2 separate regions of the Danio rerio genome follow, and region 1 is linked to region 2. The links are chromatin contacts, called in public Micro-C maps. All regions are on one chromosome and are shown on one strand. Each heading gives the region's core, a stretch centred on a gene start, on an enhancer-like site or on the middle of the called end of the contact. The rest is flanking DNA. Distances are from core to core; before and after follow the strand shown.

The links. Hi-C and Micro-C count contacts between places; a contact is called where the count stands out from the background.
Region 1: a Micro-C map of caudal fin shows a contact between it and region 2, with 8 times the contacts expected there. The contact joins the promoter of phf3 here to the promoter of wdr89 in region 2. A contact is called at or near these places in 3 of 18 Hi-C or Micro-C datasets (caudal fin, hematopoietic stem cells and an unstated tissue) and 1 of 4 datasets of contacts at active chromatin or transcription factors (pancreas).

What each region holds. Positions count from the first base shown.
Region 1 is chr13:41,122,161-41,125,322 of GRCz12tu, forward strand. phf3 (PHD finger protein 3) reads left to right here and starts at 1,408. Exons shown (of 16, transcript XM_681308.11): 1 at 1,408-1,465. It overlaps ifi27.8 (interferon alpha inducible protein 27.8), which reads right to left and starts at 1,298. Exons shown (of 4, transcript NM_001256713.1): 1 at 1,137-1,298. The coding sequence starts at 1,152.
Region 2 is chr13:40,942,658-40,945,831 of GRCz12tu, forward strand. It overlaps wdr89 (WD repeat domain 89), which reads right to left and starts at 1,883. Exons shown (of 4, transcript NM_001167958.1): 1 at 1,846-1,883.

The DNA.
Region 1 (3,162 bases), core at 158-2,657, 180 kb after region 2:
CTATACAGCTTAAAGTGGGATTTAAAAGCTTAACTAGGCCATTTAGGCTACCTAGGCAGGATAGAGTAATTAGGCAAGTTATTGTATAACTTTTTCTGTAGACTATCGAAAATAAAATTAGTTTAAAAGGGCTAATAATTGACCTTAAAATGTTTTTTATTCTAGTCGAAATAACAAATAAGACTTTCAAACAAGAATTTGGGAAATATTTTAAAAAGGAAAAAAATCCAAAGGGGGGCTAATAATTCTGACTTCAACTGTATAAAACTGCAATAACGTAATGCCCATTTGTAAATAAACATAATTTCTTGTAAACATAAAATAGTATGGTAAGCACTTCGACAAAAATGTAGGAAATCATTTTGTTGCATCAAAAAGTGTAATAATGATAACCATCCAACAAGCTAAATTTAGTGCTTAAAAATGTCACAGAAATGCAGTATTTGAACCTCATAATGTAATAGAAAATAAGGCGCATGACTGCAAAAAGGTCCACAAATTTTTATAGGTTGGCTATACAGACATGTAAATTAAAAAGATAGTTAACCCATTACTAAAAATCTGGTCATCCTTTACCTTCATTTCCAAATATTTTGCTTTTTACAGCATAACACTCACTCTTGAGTACTTTTAAAAGCGGTACTTTTTACCCATACGTTTAGTATTTACAACAGATACTTTCTCACACTACATTTTTGGGCAAATAATGGTACTTTTACTTGAGTATGATTTTTCAGTAGCCTACTCTTTCCACCACTGCACAAATATATATATATATATATATATATATATATATATATATATATATATATATATATATATATATATATATATATTTTTTTTTTTTTTTTTAATAAGCTAAACACTAATGTATTGCCATTGTGTTTGTTTTTCCAACTATGTCAATGGATGATTACAGAACAGGTTTAACTTTCTTCAAAATATCTTCAGACTTGGGAAGAAGGGTGCATTTCTCTTTTTGAGAGAGAACAATCCCTTTTAGTTTCGTGACTGTCACAAACTGCCGTGAAACTGATAATTATGTTGTTCAACAAAACCTTTATTTTCTAAGTAAGTCTAAAATGGTTCGTCATAAAACATGCAGAAACCCTGCTTAAAGAAAACCGGTCACTTACTTGGCAGCGTCGGCATCGTCTTGCTGTCGAAGAAACGTGCGAAATGAAATGTAAACCGTTCTTGACACTCTAACGTTAGCTGATATTGGCAAATACTCCTTTACAGCCGACAGACTACTCGGCTGCCATACTGTTTTAGCGTACTATAAACTATGGAAGAACAGACTAGTGAGGGCACACCGCCCTCTGCCGACAGACATTGCACGTCACGAGTTGTTTGCTGGCTCATAGGGTCAACAGGAAGTACTACTTGTGTCCCACCGCAGTTCTCGGCGGAAAAGGCAGTGGCAACTTGACGACAACGGCAACCCATATGGCGTCCAGACACCGTAAGCGATAATACAAGCACTTCTTCAATTATGCGCTGGCTCTTCGATCACAGTCACAATCGCGGTGAGTGTTTAATCAGCATCTCTCGCGGAGTGGGCGTGCACGCTCAATGTTTGAGGCCTTCCTGCGGGTGCACGCGACGCAACTCCAGTCCAGAACCGAGACGAGTTGTGCAGAGACCGCGTTGAATATGGCGCTAACTTTACATGCATCATTTGAGGAACAGCGTTGAAAGTATGCTTTTAAAATAAAACTGAGTTCAACGTGTTTAATGCTGTGCGCGCGCGTGATAGACACGCAGAGTTGTTGCTAAAGGCCCCCTGGTGCTCGCGGAAGCGTTTAGATGTTTGCTTGTTTATTTTGCGAGGTTTTTAAAACATCGGGTGTTACTGTAACAATAAATGCAGCCCTTTGCAAATGATTAAGCCGTTTTAAGGTGTCTAGAAAGGGTCAGATGTTATGCTAGGCGCCCAGGGCCTAATTTGTTAGCTGTTTGAGCACGTGAACTGATCTGGAGTCAAAATAAAAACACCAATAGCCTGAAAAGATTTTAATTAAAGGCATGAGACAAATGTGAGAGGATGTGACGTTATATGAAGCGCTTGTATTCCTTTATGAACTTTTACAGTTAGACACCTGATGCTAATGCCATTTTAGCGGTTGTAATTCTTATGACAGCAGTTGTGAAGCTGATTGTTTGTAAACGTACGTTACCGGGTGCGTAGCGCTAGTGTTTACACTTAAGCAGTTCTCTCAGGATAAAGTAATGTTTTAATTTCAAAGATATTCAACTCTTGGTTAGGCATAGGATTTAAAATTGAGTTCTACACAAACCTTTGATGGTTCTAAACTGTATTTAAATTAAAGTGGTACTGTAAACAATTGTTAAAGTAATCAAACATTCGTGCAGATGAACTTTGGACTTCAAATCTAACATGGGAAGCTGCTGAGATACACATCCTGAAACTCCTAAACTGATGCATGATTTTCAGTGCCTCTAAAGAAATGTACTTTAACGTGTAATTCAATAAAATAGGCAAAATTGTGTTTGTCGTCAGAAAGCGTTAAGGGTAGTTTACCCAAAAATCCACTTGCTCTAAACCTGCAGGAGTTTCTTTCCTCTGAAGAATTTCAAAGATAATAAACTTAAGATCTGATATTGGTCCCACTGACTTCCACTGTATTTGTCCCCCACCATAGAACTTAATGGGGACCATTTAAATTTGTCATAGTACACTTTAAGTGAACTGCACTGATGATTGTACATTTAAGTCATGTCGGATAAACTGTATTTATAAGTTGAAAACATGTCAACACCACCACGGTCATTTTTATGAGTGGGGAACTCAATTTCCTTTAGTTTCTGAGTTGGTGGCATGTCAGAGTGAAACATGGCAGAATCACTGATCTATAATAGAGAATTACATACAAAATATCTATAGCTTATTACATATAGATCAGCAAGCAGAATTCATGGATGCAAATTCAATTTGTGTTTATTAGTGACAAATCACAATTGATGCTAATTGATGCTCTCCATTTTCTAGAGTTAACAAACCCTGCTTTATTTTCTCGTAATTCAATCTAAAGTATGTACAATGCCATCTTGTACTGACAAAAATGACTTGAACACACTTGATGTCATTATAGAGTATATGCAGAAAGACTTAATTTTACAGTAATGTGGGTCAAGTGC
Region 2 (3,174 bases), core at 633-3,132:
TGGGTTTATAAATAATAATCTCTGTAGTATGCTTCAGCAATGACAGTATTTTTTACGACGTCTAAGAATTTATGGAGTGGATCAGAAATGTATGATCATGTTCTATGAGGCTGTGTGTGAGAGTTTGATAAGGTACGGTATCACAGCTTGGTTCGGCAACTTGTCTGTGCAGCTGAGATCTAAAGTAGTTTGTTTAATTCACACTGCCTGGAAAATTATAGGTGTATCAGAGCTGACGTCACTGCAGGATATGTATGAACAGGAGGCATTAAGGTGTGCTAAACAAATTGTTCGTGACGTATCACATGTTCTGCACAAGGAATATGAGTTGTTACCCTCGGGGAAAAGATTCAGAGTACCTTACTGTAGATTAAACAGATATAAAAATTCATTTTATCCTACGAGCATTAAGCTATTAAATAATAGTGGTGGCTTAGATTAGATTGAGAGTATTCAGTTTGCTTATTTATGTGTTTATGGAGTGAGGCTTGTAACTTTTATTGAACTATCTATTTGTATGTTGCATTGTTTGTCCATGTTTGAGATGACTGCAGCTGGGGGCAAGAGCCCAAGACAAATTTCCCTAACTGGGACAATAAAGTTTTACTTTAAAGTTTAGGATTATACACTCACTGCCTAAATTATTAAGTACACCTTACTAGTACTGAGTTGGAACCCCTATAGCCTTTAGAACTGCCTTAAACCTATGTGGCATAGATCCAACGAGGTGCTGGAAATATTCCTCAGAGATTTTGCTCCATATTGACATGAGAGCATCACACAATTGAAGCAGATTTGTCGGCTGCGCATTCATGATGTGAATTTAAGGGTGCTCTATTGGATTGATATCTGAGACTGTGTATGACAATTGAGTAGTAAAGTTATTGTCATGTTCAAGAAACCAGTCTGAGATGATTCACGCTTTATGACATGGCGGCGTTATCTATGGTTAGCTTCCTGCTAATCTAAAAGCGCTTTATTTGCAAGTATGTTGTCTTTTTGACAGGAGCTTTCAGTCCAGGAAAACTACACATAACAAGCAGACACACATAAACCGACACATAAGCCTTGCATAGAAGTAAGCGTGTTTTTCTACTATTTTAAAACGGCAAGCTCTACAGAAAAATGTGTTGTGCATTCTGCTCATAACCGACTACAATAATAAATAACCAAATCTTGAATTTTACACACTTAAACAAATTTATTGAACGAGGAAGTCAGAATGTGCAAATATAAAACTAACTTAAATTACCCATCTACATTCAGGTAATAAACAGAAAATAAATAACACACACACACACACACACACACACACACACACAAAAAATACATTAAAACAATGTTTCTGTGCTCAAAATATGAAAATATTTTAGTAAATAGGTAGTATTTGGAAAACTTTTACGTCACATTCTTATAATTTTCATTATAAAATTGCACTGTTAGACATGTTGCTTGTATTGCTTTGATTAAATGCTTTAATCGCCTTCCTATTATTTGTACATGATTTAAACAGAACGTATTCACAATTTAATTGACACTGACACTTTGTATCGAATGTAACATATATTTACTAATGTTTTCAAGCACTCCTGATTCCAGTTTAAAAATCCTCGTTTGGACAACTTTGTGGCAGAATTATTGACAAAATAAGAGCTATAATTCCATGAAACACAAATAAGTTAAATACATGAAATACAAATTTAGAAATTTAAAGGCGAATATTACGTTAAAACAAGTTAAGCAACGGAGCCTCACATTAAAAACTACATATCTGACAAGTGTGCTAAGAACATTCAAATAATTAGCATTTAAGTAACATTTAGTAATACAGTACAAAACACTCACATGTGATCGCTTTTTCGTCGCAGTGTCACCTCATCAACGGCTCCTCGGAAACGCAGAGAAACTGAACATTAGTTCCGCAAGTCGGACACAAGCTTCACTTGCGCTAAATAAAAAAAATATATAATTGATGTACATTTACAAAACAGAGATATGATAAAGAACACATTACTATTGCAATCTTGTCTAAAATGATAAAAGATAAGAAATAGATATCACAGCGCGCTCGTGCCGCCACTAGATGGCAGTGTTTTACTGTTTTCTCAGATGAAAGCATGTTTGATAGTGTGCATGTTCTTAGATTTTTCAGTTTCGTATGTGACATACAAGGCTCACAGAGAAATTTTCCGGTTGTTTTAAAATATATATTTCAAAATTAGTTACATGTGATTACCTTCTGTAGTCGGGAGAATGTCAGACAATGTCGAAACACCTATATTTACAAGATTTTTTTTTTTTACATTATAATAAAATAACGTTTATAATAAAACCAGCATCTTTTAAAGAGCGGTCCTTAAAAAAATCACGTTTATAAGATAAGGAAAATGATTATAAAATATTATAAGCAATAAGCTTCAACATTGATCCAAAAATGTCGAGTATACAAAAGACCAAAATAAATGTGAAAAAGTTTCATTAAAGCTTTCACAAAAACAGCCTTTTAACTCAATATCAATTAAAATGTTTTGTAGAAATAATTTTGTAGGATAAACTCTATAAAGTAATTGGAATTTTATTTCTTTAGCCTTATTTGTAATAAAAAAAAAAATGAGGTAATGACCATACTAGAATCCAGTTTATATTATTAAATATATATTGTTCCAGCAAAAAAAAAAAATAACATATGCTATAAACATATTTTCTTTTAAGATTAAAGATCTAATTTTGTGATTATTAGGCTTAAATCTAGAGAAACAGATAAAACCAACTGAGGTTTGTTCAGGTTTAGGAGGACAAACAGAAATTGCTGATGTACACTGCCTTTGTACAGCATATGTATGCCAGCAGGTATTGCCCCGGTTAGAATAGTAAATTCCTGTTATTTAACAGGAATTTTGTGTCTTGCCATAAAGTTTTATCCAATGATAACAAATGTTTTTCATGTGTCCAACATCCTGCTCTGCAAGAACACATTGTACAATATTGGAGAAGTCATCTTTCGCTACTGTATCATTTTTAAATAGAGAAAATATTTTACAAGCAACTTTTATTCTAAATCTTGGACCTTAATTCTTTAAACATAACATGACCCATGAAAAGGTGTGAAGCACCAGAAGTGGCCCACATTTAAATGAATTTGTATTTTGGCTATTGTTGTTCCATTCATTTTCA